Linked DNA regions of Columba livia: region 2 is linked to region 1. A link is a contact called in public Hi-C data. All regions are on one chromosome and are shown on one strand. The core of a region is the stretch at or near the end of the contact, and the rest is flanking DNA. Distances in the headings are between cores, read along the strand shown.

Region 1 (5,294 bases), core at 832-3,331:
CCACAACAACCACCTTCTCCTCCGCGATTTACACAGGGGACGTGGGGACAGACACCCCTTTCCCCCGGCCCGGTTGCTACGTGTTCCCCAAGCGCCGAATTCCCCCCGGGCCCCGCAGGCATCGCCTGCCCGCTGCTGCCCCCTGCTGGAGCCGCTCGGCCCCGCCCGGACCCCCCCAGCATATCCCGCCCCCCCGTGGGGAGCCAGGGCCGTGTCCCCTAAAATGTACAGAAGGAGGGGGTGCAGGCTGCCGGGGGATTTTTTTTCTAGTCAAAATAAAACGTTTATGTGCTGGTCGAGAAGCCTCCAGAGTCTCCTGCCGATGCTGTGGTGTGTGCGGCATCAGCGCCGGTGTAAAACGAATAACGCGTGACAATGAATCGCGGCGGCGCAGGGTGTTGGGACAGCCAGATTAGCGCATTCCTGTCCGGGGTTATCTCCCTATGATGCCAGCGAACGGCGGCACAAGTGGTGAGGAGAAAGGGCTGCTGGCAGCTGTCAGGCAAATGTGATTCCAGGGATGCTTCTGAGTGACCGGATGAGTTGTGGAGGTTTTATACCCAACTTCGAGATAGCCCAGACGGACTTGTGACAGTGACAAGGCAGCTGGCCACAGAGACAGCCTTCCTGCTCCAGCTGGACAGCCTCACGTGTCTCTGCAGAACATGACAGTTGCACAAGATCACAGTCATGGAATCACAGGATGGTTTGTGTTGAAGGGACCTTCCCAGCTCCCCAGTGCCACACCTGCCATGACAGGGACATCTTCACCAGCTCAGGTCGCTCAGAGCCCCGTCCAGCCTGGCCTGGGATGTCTCATCCAGCACCTCTCTGGGCAACCTGGGCACCCTCAGTGTCCAAAAATTCTTCCTCCTGTCCAGCCTGAACCTCCCCTTCTTCAGCTTAAAACTGTTACCCCTTGTCATGTAGTAACAGAAGCTTTTGTCGGTGTAAAGCTCAGCTCTGAACACGCTGCCATTTTCTCCTCTTCTCTCCTCAAAGCTGCCAGATGGGAAGGGACGGCTTATGCCTCTCCTCAGAGCTGCTGAATTTTAATCAGGTAGGGAAGGACAATGCGTTGCACACAAAACGTTGCCATTTTTTACTCATTCGGCAGTACACAAGAAGGTGAGGATGCAGCCATACAGTGCACAGGGCTGATCACATCCACATGCAGCTTGTCCTTCTGCAGGTAAGATGCAAATACCCTACTGTGTTCAAGTCTTCTTTAAAATGTGGCTACGAAGGAAATAAAACTAATATATAGAATATGTACCTTGTGGCTTACAGACATGATCAGAGCAATAAATGACAGCAATGGTCACACACAACAGAGAAAGCACCTTGAACGGAGTCCCCCGGCTCATTCATGCCGCAGGGATGGGTGTCAGGACAGGCCTTTGGTGCTGCCCTTCCTTTCGCGAGCGGTGTGAGAAACGAAACCGAGTTCCTAGTGGAAACCCAGGATGATCACACACAAATTGATTTTCTCCCCAATTTACACAACTGCTGCCCTCACTACACCACTGAAAAACACACTCAAGTCACAACCTGGCAGAAATCGTCAGAGGAATCCGAGATTCCCCCACGGGGACAGGGATCCCAGGCCCTCAAGCCGCCCGTCTGGAGGGGCCTGCGGGGCGCTGAGGTGAACCCGGGGCCTCTGCCCCAAACGCGGCACTCGCAGGGCCGAGGCCTGACTGACTCTGCTCGGGATGAGCACACGGAGCCGCACGCTGCGTGCTCAGCGTCCAGTGGCCGACCCGGCTGGTTCCGAGAGGCACCAGCACCACCCTGCCCGCCGGGGCAGCCCCTTCCCCAGCCGCCGCTGCTGGCGGGGACAGCAGGGCCCGCATGTCCCCCGGGGCGAACTACAATTCCCAAGATACATTGCGAAGGGGCTGCGCACACGCTGCCTGGAGGGCAGGCTGCCGCGGTGCACCCTGGGACTTGTAGTTCCCCGAGCCAGCCCGCTGCCCGTGGCCCATAACGGCTCCTCCTGCGGAGAACTCGCCTCCCCGTGATGCAGCGCGCCAGGGTGACGCAGAAGGCCGCGCGCCGCCGGTCGCGGGGCCGGGGGCCGCGGGCGAGCGGGGCGCAGCCGCTGGCGGGCCCCGCGCGCGGGCCGTGGGCCATGGCCGAGAGCGGCGGCTCCGGCGGGGCCGCCCCGGGCGGGGGCGGCGGAGCGGGCGGGGGAGGGGGCGCGGGTGGCGCGGCGTCCAGCTCGGGGCCCGGCGTCACCGACCCGGCCTCGCTGCCGCCCGGCGACCCGCAGCTCATCGCCATCATCGTGGAGCAGCTCAAGAGCCGCGGCCTGTTCGACGGTTTCCGCCGGGACTGCCTGGCTGACGTGGACACCAAGGTAACGCTGCCGAACGGGGCTAGAGCTGCGGGTCCCTGGAACCCGCTGCCCCAAGGGGCCCCCGCGTCCCGTCCCGTCTCCTCCCCTCACTCGGGCCGGGGTGTTTCCTGCCCCCGGTGCCACCGCCATTGTCACACCGGCTGCTCTGAGGTGGCCCTGGCTTGTAGCGACGCCCCAGGGGACAAACAGGCCAGAGAACAAGCTCAGACGTTCATTTTCCATCCCAGGCACTATTAGGAAAACTGTTTTCCATAACAACGTTGCTCTTCTTGAGCATAATTCCCACATTTCCAAAGCAAGCATTTAACCTTCCTTTCTTGAGTAGATATTCTCAGACTATTGTTCAAAACTGTTTTCTTCCTCAGCCACAACACGAAATCCTGAGCGTTTGTTGGCGATGTTGAAGTTGAGTTGTTCATAATTGCCCTGTCAAAATCAAACACAGGTGCTTTGCTTTCCCACGCTTTTCTGCTTTCTGCGAGTCCTGTTCGGGGACCTACAATTGCCGGTCTAGGTCACCCCAGCAGGTATCGCGAAACCATTCCTGAAGCTGTAAGGTTACCCTCACCCAGCAGCCATAGGGCAGAGCAGCCTTGTCAGGACAGACAGATGCTGCCTGGACAGACACCGCACCTCTGTGACCAACCCTTTCATTCAGTCATCCATGTGCATATCAAATTCTGAAATATAAATGTTGCCCGCCTCTTGTCCTTTCCTTGCACAATACCAGGATCTGGATGGTCTTATGTGTTTATATGGGGTTTTTAGTTTAATTCCTATTCATTGGAACTAAGTTTCCACTGATAAAACCCACATAATTCTTATCTTCCATGTTAATATCACAGAAGCAAATAATTAAGTTCTTTGTTACTAACAATATTACTCAGGCAGTTTCCTAGGGATTCTGTGGTGGAGAGTTTACAGACAATAAGAACCCAGCTTAAACAACTCCTGTCTGCACGGGCAGTTTGCATCTCACTAAGTAATATCACGAGCAAACAATTTTGAAGCCAATCTATCCAGCAATTTAAATTATTATAATAGCACACTGACCAGCTGCTCTTTGCAACTACCAGTTGTGTTCTTAGGTAAAACAAGCTTACCTTTATTCTCTATCCTTCCACTTTCTGAACGCAGACAACAGGACACTAGCGTGCATGACAAAAGATGTACTATGAAGGACTCTGGCAGAGAACTGGTTTGGGATATTTTAGCTGTTCAAATGGATTTTGTTGTTTCTTTTGTTTCTAGCCAGCCTATCAAAACTTGAGGCAGAAAGTAGACAACTTTGTATCGACCCACCTGGACAAACAGGAATGGAATCCAACAATGAACAAAAACCAGTTGCGAAATGGGCTACGGCAGAGCGTGATTCAGTAAGTAAGCAACAGCCTGTAAAATAATGGTAAGGCTATTTGATAAGTGATATATAACTGTCTTACCACCTAAATCAAATAAGAATTTGCAGAATTAAGTTTTTCACCAAACTTTCTGTTCTGGTCTCCTGAGTTTCGTTATAACAGTGGATGCAGTCTTAGCTCCTATTAAAATGCATACATTACTGTTTTACCTGAAATTTGTACTTTCGGGAGTTGAGCAGCATGCTGAAGTACTCACATTTGTTATCTAGCCAAGTTAGTGTTGCAATTAGCCAATACTGTGCCTGCCAGCAAAACTGTACCTGATGTACTGAGCTGAACGACCTTGATCTTTATTTTCAGAAAAACACCTACATAACTTAAAGAAAAAAATCCCAAAGATGCCAAACCTTGTTCAAGTAGACTCCGACCACTAGCAGGCAGTAATCACACAGGGCTAGGCTGGTTTCACACAGCTTTTGTACAGCTACCTAAGATATTACATTTCCAGCATGACAGGAGAGCCAGCTTAAACTATGCTGCCTAGAGATTTAGGTTTAGTATCTCTTGCTGCTGACTCACTGCAGTCTGCAGTGTGAGCTTTAGCTTGTTTGACTAAAAGTCACATATAAAAGCTTGAAGGTTGTGGGGAAGAGGGGCAGTAGCGAACTTGATAATGGCATTTATGCTTATAAGGAAAGCGATTAGAATGTCTCACACAGAGAAGAAACTGTATTTCAGAGCACTTCATAGAACCTGTAAATCACTTGTATGTTACATTAGTTCGTTAAATTTGTAATTAAAGGGAGTGTCCACTGGAAGTACAGAATTTCCCATCTTTACGTGGAGTCCTTGAGACACATTTGGCACTCAACGCTTCCTCTTATTTCGTGTTACTCTACCACTAGAACGAAGCAGACAATTGAGAAATGTTGCATCAGAGAGCCTGTAATAAGAATTCAAAGTGCTCCCTTTCCGTAGGCTGTTAGTATAAAGAACGGACACACCGTTCAAGGGAGTTTGAAGAGTCCCTATAGTTGCAAGACCGAGCGCCGAAGGTGTCCAGACACGCATGTCCCTTGCTGCAGACACACAGATGGGTGCTGTCACCTGAAGGTGCCATGATGTGCCATGACCCTGCACCCACCAGCATCCACGACCGTACAAGTATTGTGGCCGCTTTTCTGAGCGCCGGGCAACGTCTCCATTTCCTGTCCCCGCTCCTTTGCAGACATGACTTAAGCCTGCCAGACAGCCCGTGCCCCACCATCCAAGAGTCTGACACAGCCCCTGAAGTAATAAGTCTCTTCAGTTGCTAGTGTTCAGTTCCAGAAACTTTGCTGTGCGCTACATGTGCTTGTTTTTATAATTAATACCCATCTGTCTAGACTAACAGTTATAAGGAGCGAGTGACAGCAATGTTATGAGGAGGCAGACCTCTTCTCCCTCCAGTCAGCCAAAAAAAAGACTGTGCTCTCACCTGCCCTCCTCCTCAGAATAGCTTGTTTCCCTTGTTTGTGCCAAAACTTGGTTGTTTGCTTTCATGTTGGCCTCATTTCCACATAAGCCCTATT
Region 2 (5,293 bases), core at 1,272-3,771, 140 kb before region 1:
GACAGGAGAAACTGTCCAACAATAACCGGACAGCTAAGGGAGTCTCTTTAAAATATACCTTACCCTTTAAATCTGCGATAGATGGCTTATATCCACCTCCGCCCAAACAGTTTCTCCACTGGTGCGGAATGTCGCAGCTCATTTAGCCAAAGCAGCACCCAAGAGAAAGCTGGTGGCCGAGAGAGCTCCATGAGTTTGCATTGAAAGAAAATAGCTGAGATTCATGTACTGTGGAAATCATGAAATTCCACCCAGCGGGCACATCCCCATCTTCTAGAGCCTGTCTGTAGCGTTTAGTTATAGTTTCAGGACAAACTGAAACCCAAAAGGGATTTGTTATATCATCTTTCCTAGAAAGTTACTTCTCAGCAGTCCAGAATGAGCCAAGGCCACCACCATCAGTGATTATTTTTAGTTGTGAACACTCCAGACTTTTGGCATTTCACCTTGTCAAGCTGAATTTTTTAGCCTCTGCTTATGTAATAAAATTTCATTTATTAAATGTTGAAAGTATTTCACAACCTTCAGGTAGGAAATTTTTGAATGAATATACAAGTCCCGTGCTGTAAATCAGACACTATGAACTGATAAACACCTCTAAGCTTACAGCATTTTGGATTTAAATCAGGAAGGGAGTGCCTTGTTCCTGTGGGACATCACTAATCCCACCACTATGGCATTGAATCACTTGGGTTGGAAAAGACCTTGGAGATCACTGAGTGCAACCATTAACCACCAGGAGACTCAGACCACCAAGCTCCAGGACCCAATTTCACATCTATCACCCTTATTAAAACCATTATCAGATAAACCACTGGTAAGCACATGCTTCCTAAAATACCATTTGCACTTGAAAACAACGTCAAGAACTTGTTATTCCATTGGGAGCGGCTGAACTATGACGATTTCTAACAAGACCAAGGCAGAGACCGGAGAGATAACGCGCCGTACCAGCCGAGCCCCGTGCTCAACGCCGGGCAGTCCATCTGCTGCGGTTCCACCAGCACAAACTGCAGCGCCAAGCAATCGATGATTCGCTGCGCAGACAATGCACCTCCAGCCTCTGTATTTCTGATCCAGAGCGTACCAGCATTTTCTGTTTATTTTTAAATAGCCATTTTAAGGGATCGGAAGATTACGCACGGAGTCACCAGTGAAACTTTTCATTCTTATTAAAAAGTATTTTCTAAAGGCATTTGCTCCTAAGCGCGCATCATCTGAAGCCAGTGGGAATTGAAGTGATTAGCATCTTGCAGAACTAATCCCATTACGGCTCAATTCTGCAACATCTGCATTTCCTGAAGCACCCACAGAAAAGAACGCTACTCGACATCTATTTAACACGTACAGCACGGTCCCTTAGCTGGTGGCACGAGAGATTAGTGGCTCAGACACCAACACAAAGTGCTGCTCAGGGCAATGGGACCAGGTCGGCTCGTGCTCCAGGACTCTTTTGGGCAGCAGTTCATTCTCACAAGGTGCACGGGCATGTTCCAACTCACAATTCCAGAGCGACTCCCAGACCGATCAGAATTACACTTCGCTGGAGTGTAACAAACACTGCGGTTTGTAACAAAGCAAGAAACCCAAGGAAGTTTGGGGAATTCCTTGTAACTGAGGATGCAGAACTCTTGAATCCTTTACGCAGGATTCCTGTTGAATAGGAGGTCATAAGGGCAGCTCATAAGGCTGTTAACACTTCACAAGACACTGCAAGTTTAGATATTTTAAACGCTACCAAGCTCTTTAAAATGCCAGACCTTTTCCTTCTATCAGATCACATCCATGCAACAATTACAAAAGAATCCTCGTCTGTCTCACCTTGTGGGGATCTACCCCATCCCCAGGCTGGTGATCCCTTTGCCCCAGCTGCACATGGTGCGTTACCCGTCTCAGTGGTGTTGTCACCCACCTGCCCAACTGACTCCATTTTCACCTTTGTCCCTATGGATTAGCAGCAGAGAGTATCAAGTAGAGCCAAGTGATCCAGCCACAGTCCTTTGGCCGGGCCTGCACCCCCTGCAGGACCATCCTTGGTGCTGGGACCACAACGGGGCCGCAGGACCGGGACCAGACCGGGGCTGCAGGACCGGGACCACATAAGGCTGAGCAAAAGGTAGAACCGGCAGCGCTGAAGCTGCTGAAAGGCTTTTCCAAAGCTACACACAACTTCTAACGAATACTCAACAAGCACCAGATTCACAAAATTAAGGAGCCGGCATTCAACGTGCTCTGAAGACAACAGCAGGACGCGAGCAGTGAAAAGCGTTCATCTTAAAGCCTGATTTAAAGAGCAGCTCTACAGTCCTCCAGACATCACCCTTCCCACTTCTGCAGCATCGCGCGCTGATTTGGCACCGATTTAACGCAGCGTTCAGGGCACTCAACAGCCCTCAGGTGGTTATGACCCTCCCTGCACCCCCTGCAGGACCATCCTTGGTGCTGGGACCGGAACGGGGCTGCAGGACCGGGACCAGAACGGGGCTGCAGGACCGGGACCACAACGGACCCGCAGGACCGGGCCCACAACGGGGCCGCAGGACCGGGGCCGCAAGACCAGGACCACAACGGGGCCGCAGGACCGGGGCCGCAGGACCAGGACCACAACGGGGCCGCAGGACCGGGACCACAACGGGGCCGCAGGACCGGGGCCGCAGGACCGGGCCCACAACGGGGCCGCAGGACCGGGACCACAATGGGGCCGCAGGACCGGGACCACAATGGGGCCGCAGGACCGGGACCACAACGGGGCCGCAGGACCGGGGACCACAACGGGGCCGCAGGACCGGACCCGCAGGACCGGGACCACAACGGGGCCGCAGGACCGGGACCACAACGGGGCCGCAGGACCGGGCCCGAGCCTACAGGAAGCTTAAAAAAAAACAGGTTAAGAAGCAACATTGAGTTAAAAGTTTTATTCATTCAACATCTCACATTACAAATATTTAAAAATTATATGCATACTGGTATAAATAGTCATTTGCAAACTATTTAATAACATTAATTTCCACTAGCACTTCAACAAATGAACTCTTTAAAAAAAGTAACTTGTGTTATATAACTTAAGAGTAGAACATACAAAAATATGAACTTAAACGTGAAAATGACTTTAATAAAAAATGAATTACCCTTATTTAAAATGCTATAATAAATACTACAACCTCCCCATACACAGTAAAAACTATATGGAAATTCAGCCAAGTAGTACAATTAACTGACATACTTAAATAACTCTTCCTTCTGATAATATGAGCAATACATCGGGGGAAAAACATATTAGGGATTAGTAAAAACTAGACACCCACTTGCTAAAAGTTTCACTTCCAAAAAATATAACAAAAAAATCTGATGAAAATTATAAAAACTAATTATACTTTAAAATTTTAAAATATAAAAAATAAAACAGTTGAATACAATATTGTCCCAATTCTTACAATGCTATCACAGTAGCTTTAAAATAAGATAATAAAATAAAGCAAATGACCCAAACCTTTTATTCCACTTTTTTTTTAAAAATAATCTCAAATTTACATTAGTAGAAAGATTGATTTCTGATTCTTTTCTTTAGAAACACCAGCAAGAAAGAGGATTTACTAGAACAGTAGAAAATGACATTTTTAAATGTCTTCAATTAAAAACAAAGAATTACACTGCAAAGATCTTCCAGAAGTCTGAAATAGGTATTGCACATAACTTGAAGTCAACTTGCCACAATTCATCACATTCAAGTTTTAAATCACCTTTTAACAGAAGGTTTTAATTCTTCAACAACAAAAGGGGTGAATTATCAAGTCTTTCCAACAGCATCCTTAGAAAACGCTCAATTCACTCACTGCAAGTTCTCAATTTGCGTTCTGCAGAGCTCTGTGTATGGAGAAGTTCAAACTCTACCAAAAGCACGGGGCGGTGGGGCTCCTCTACATCGAAAATAATCAGAAACACCTTATTTTACATTGCGAAAAGAACCATGTAATTACTCTGTAACTACACTGTAAGTACACGGCCGGTGCCATGCGAGTGGGAGGAAAACTACATGCGCGTTCTGAACCCCGTTGCAAACCCAACTGAGAGCCCCGGGCCGGCGAGCCAGGCCGCGGCGGTGCCGGCGAGCCAGGCCGTGGCGGTGCCGGCGAGCCAGGCCGCGGTGGTGCCGGCGAGCCAGGCCGCGGCGGGGCCGGCGAGCCAGGCCGCGGCGGGGGCTCCACGGTCACCCCGGCTACCAATCCCGTGGAACCACTATTGAAGTACGGAGTAACGTCTAGAATTGTTTATGCCCTGTAAATCCAAGTGTAACCAAATAATCTGTAAACACGCTTGTCACACAATCACAAGTGAATATTAGTAGAATAACGATTTCTTACATTAGTCATGCATACTAACATTACACGCCCGCCGCCTGGCAGGCTCTCTTTGACTCTTTAAATAGAATTTAAAAGAGCAGACAACGTTTCTGCATCAAACACCTAACATCAATTTTGTATTAATATTAAAAATGGCTAAACATTCACCAAAAACGTCTGCGTTTGTGTATCATTTTTAAAAACTCGGTAAGAAGCGGTAGACAATTTCGATGTTTCTTCTCTCGTAAATTTCTACACTCTATTTACGCATTTAAACTTCATGGGTCTAAAGACGGCGTCGTTTGTCACTTCCATGCTTTTCTTCTTTAATTCTCAACTTTACATATACTATTTCTTAAATTATATGTACACCAAATACCTGGTGCTGGGCTAAGATGTTTAAGCAACATGCTTTCTTTTCTCTGCAGATTCTAAAATAGCATTGCCAGTGCACAACATCCATAATTCAAAATGTATGCAGAGCACTGAAATGTATAAAAAGCAGAATATAAGAAAATAAAATTTATTAAAATTATTTATATTAAAAAATGAAGTATATGAAGATCTCTCAGTAATAAAAGTACAAAAAGCTACTCTTTGCAATATGAAAAATTGAGGTATTGCATAAAGAGATATCCCGTCAGTGAAAAGTGTGCCTAAAAATGCTCACTGTTGGAAAAACAAGATATACAAAAGTAGTGCATAACAAATATACATTATGTGCATGACAAAATAAGTTAGCTACAAAAACACTGTACCGAAATTCAGCAGGTCATGTACAAAGGGAAAATTATTATTCAAAGCTAGTTCTCAAACAGTGTTATTTCTTGTCACGTGAACCCATCTCACCTGTTCACCGGGTAGGATCGGCACAATCACACCCCAAGCCACCAACAAGCGTTAAATAACTAAAGGAACATTCCGACTAGAATTATGTACTTCAGAGAAAAAAA

What was found. A called contact is a pair of places that touch in the nucleus more often than the background predicts.
Region 2: a contact with region 1 is called in a Hi-C map of liver, with 6 times the contacts expected there. The contact joins the promoter of C14H5orf47 here to the promoter of BOD1 in region 1. A contact is called at or near these places in 2 of 2 Hi-C or Micro-C datasets (crop and liver).

The regions. Positions count from the first base shown.
Region 1 is chr14:2,976,542-2,981,835 of bColLiv1.pat.W.v2, reverse strand. It overlaps BOD1 (biorientation of chromosomes in cell division 1), which reads left to right and starts at 2,081. Exons shown (of 4, transcript XM_065029537.1): 1 at 2,081-2,362; 2 at 3,614-3,738. The coding sequence starts at 2,135. LOC110359593 (a long non-coding RNA gene) reads left to right here. Exons shown (of 3, transcript XR_002414881.2): 3 at 1-971.
Region 2 is chr14:3,120,489-3,125,781 of bColLiv1.pat.W.v2, reverse strand. C14H5orf47 (chromosome 14 C5orf47 homolog) reads right to left here and starts at 2,521. Exons shown (of 5, transcript XM_013367256.3): 1 at 1-2,521. CPEB4 (cytoplasmic polyadenylation element binding protein 4) reads right to left here. Exons shown (of 10, transcript XM_021288926.2): 10 at 2,901-5,293.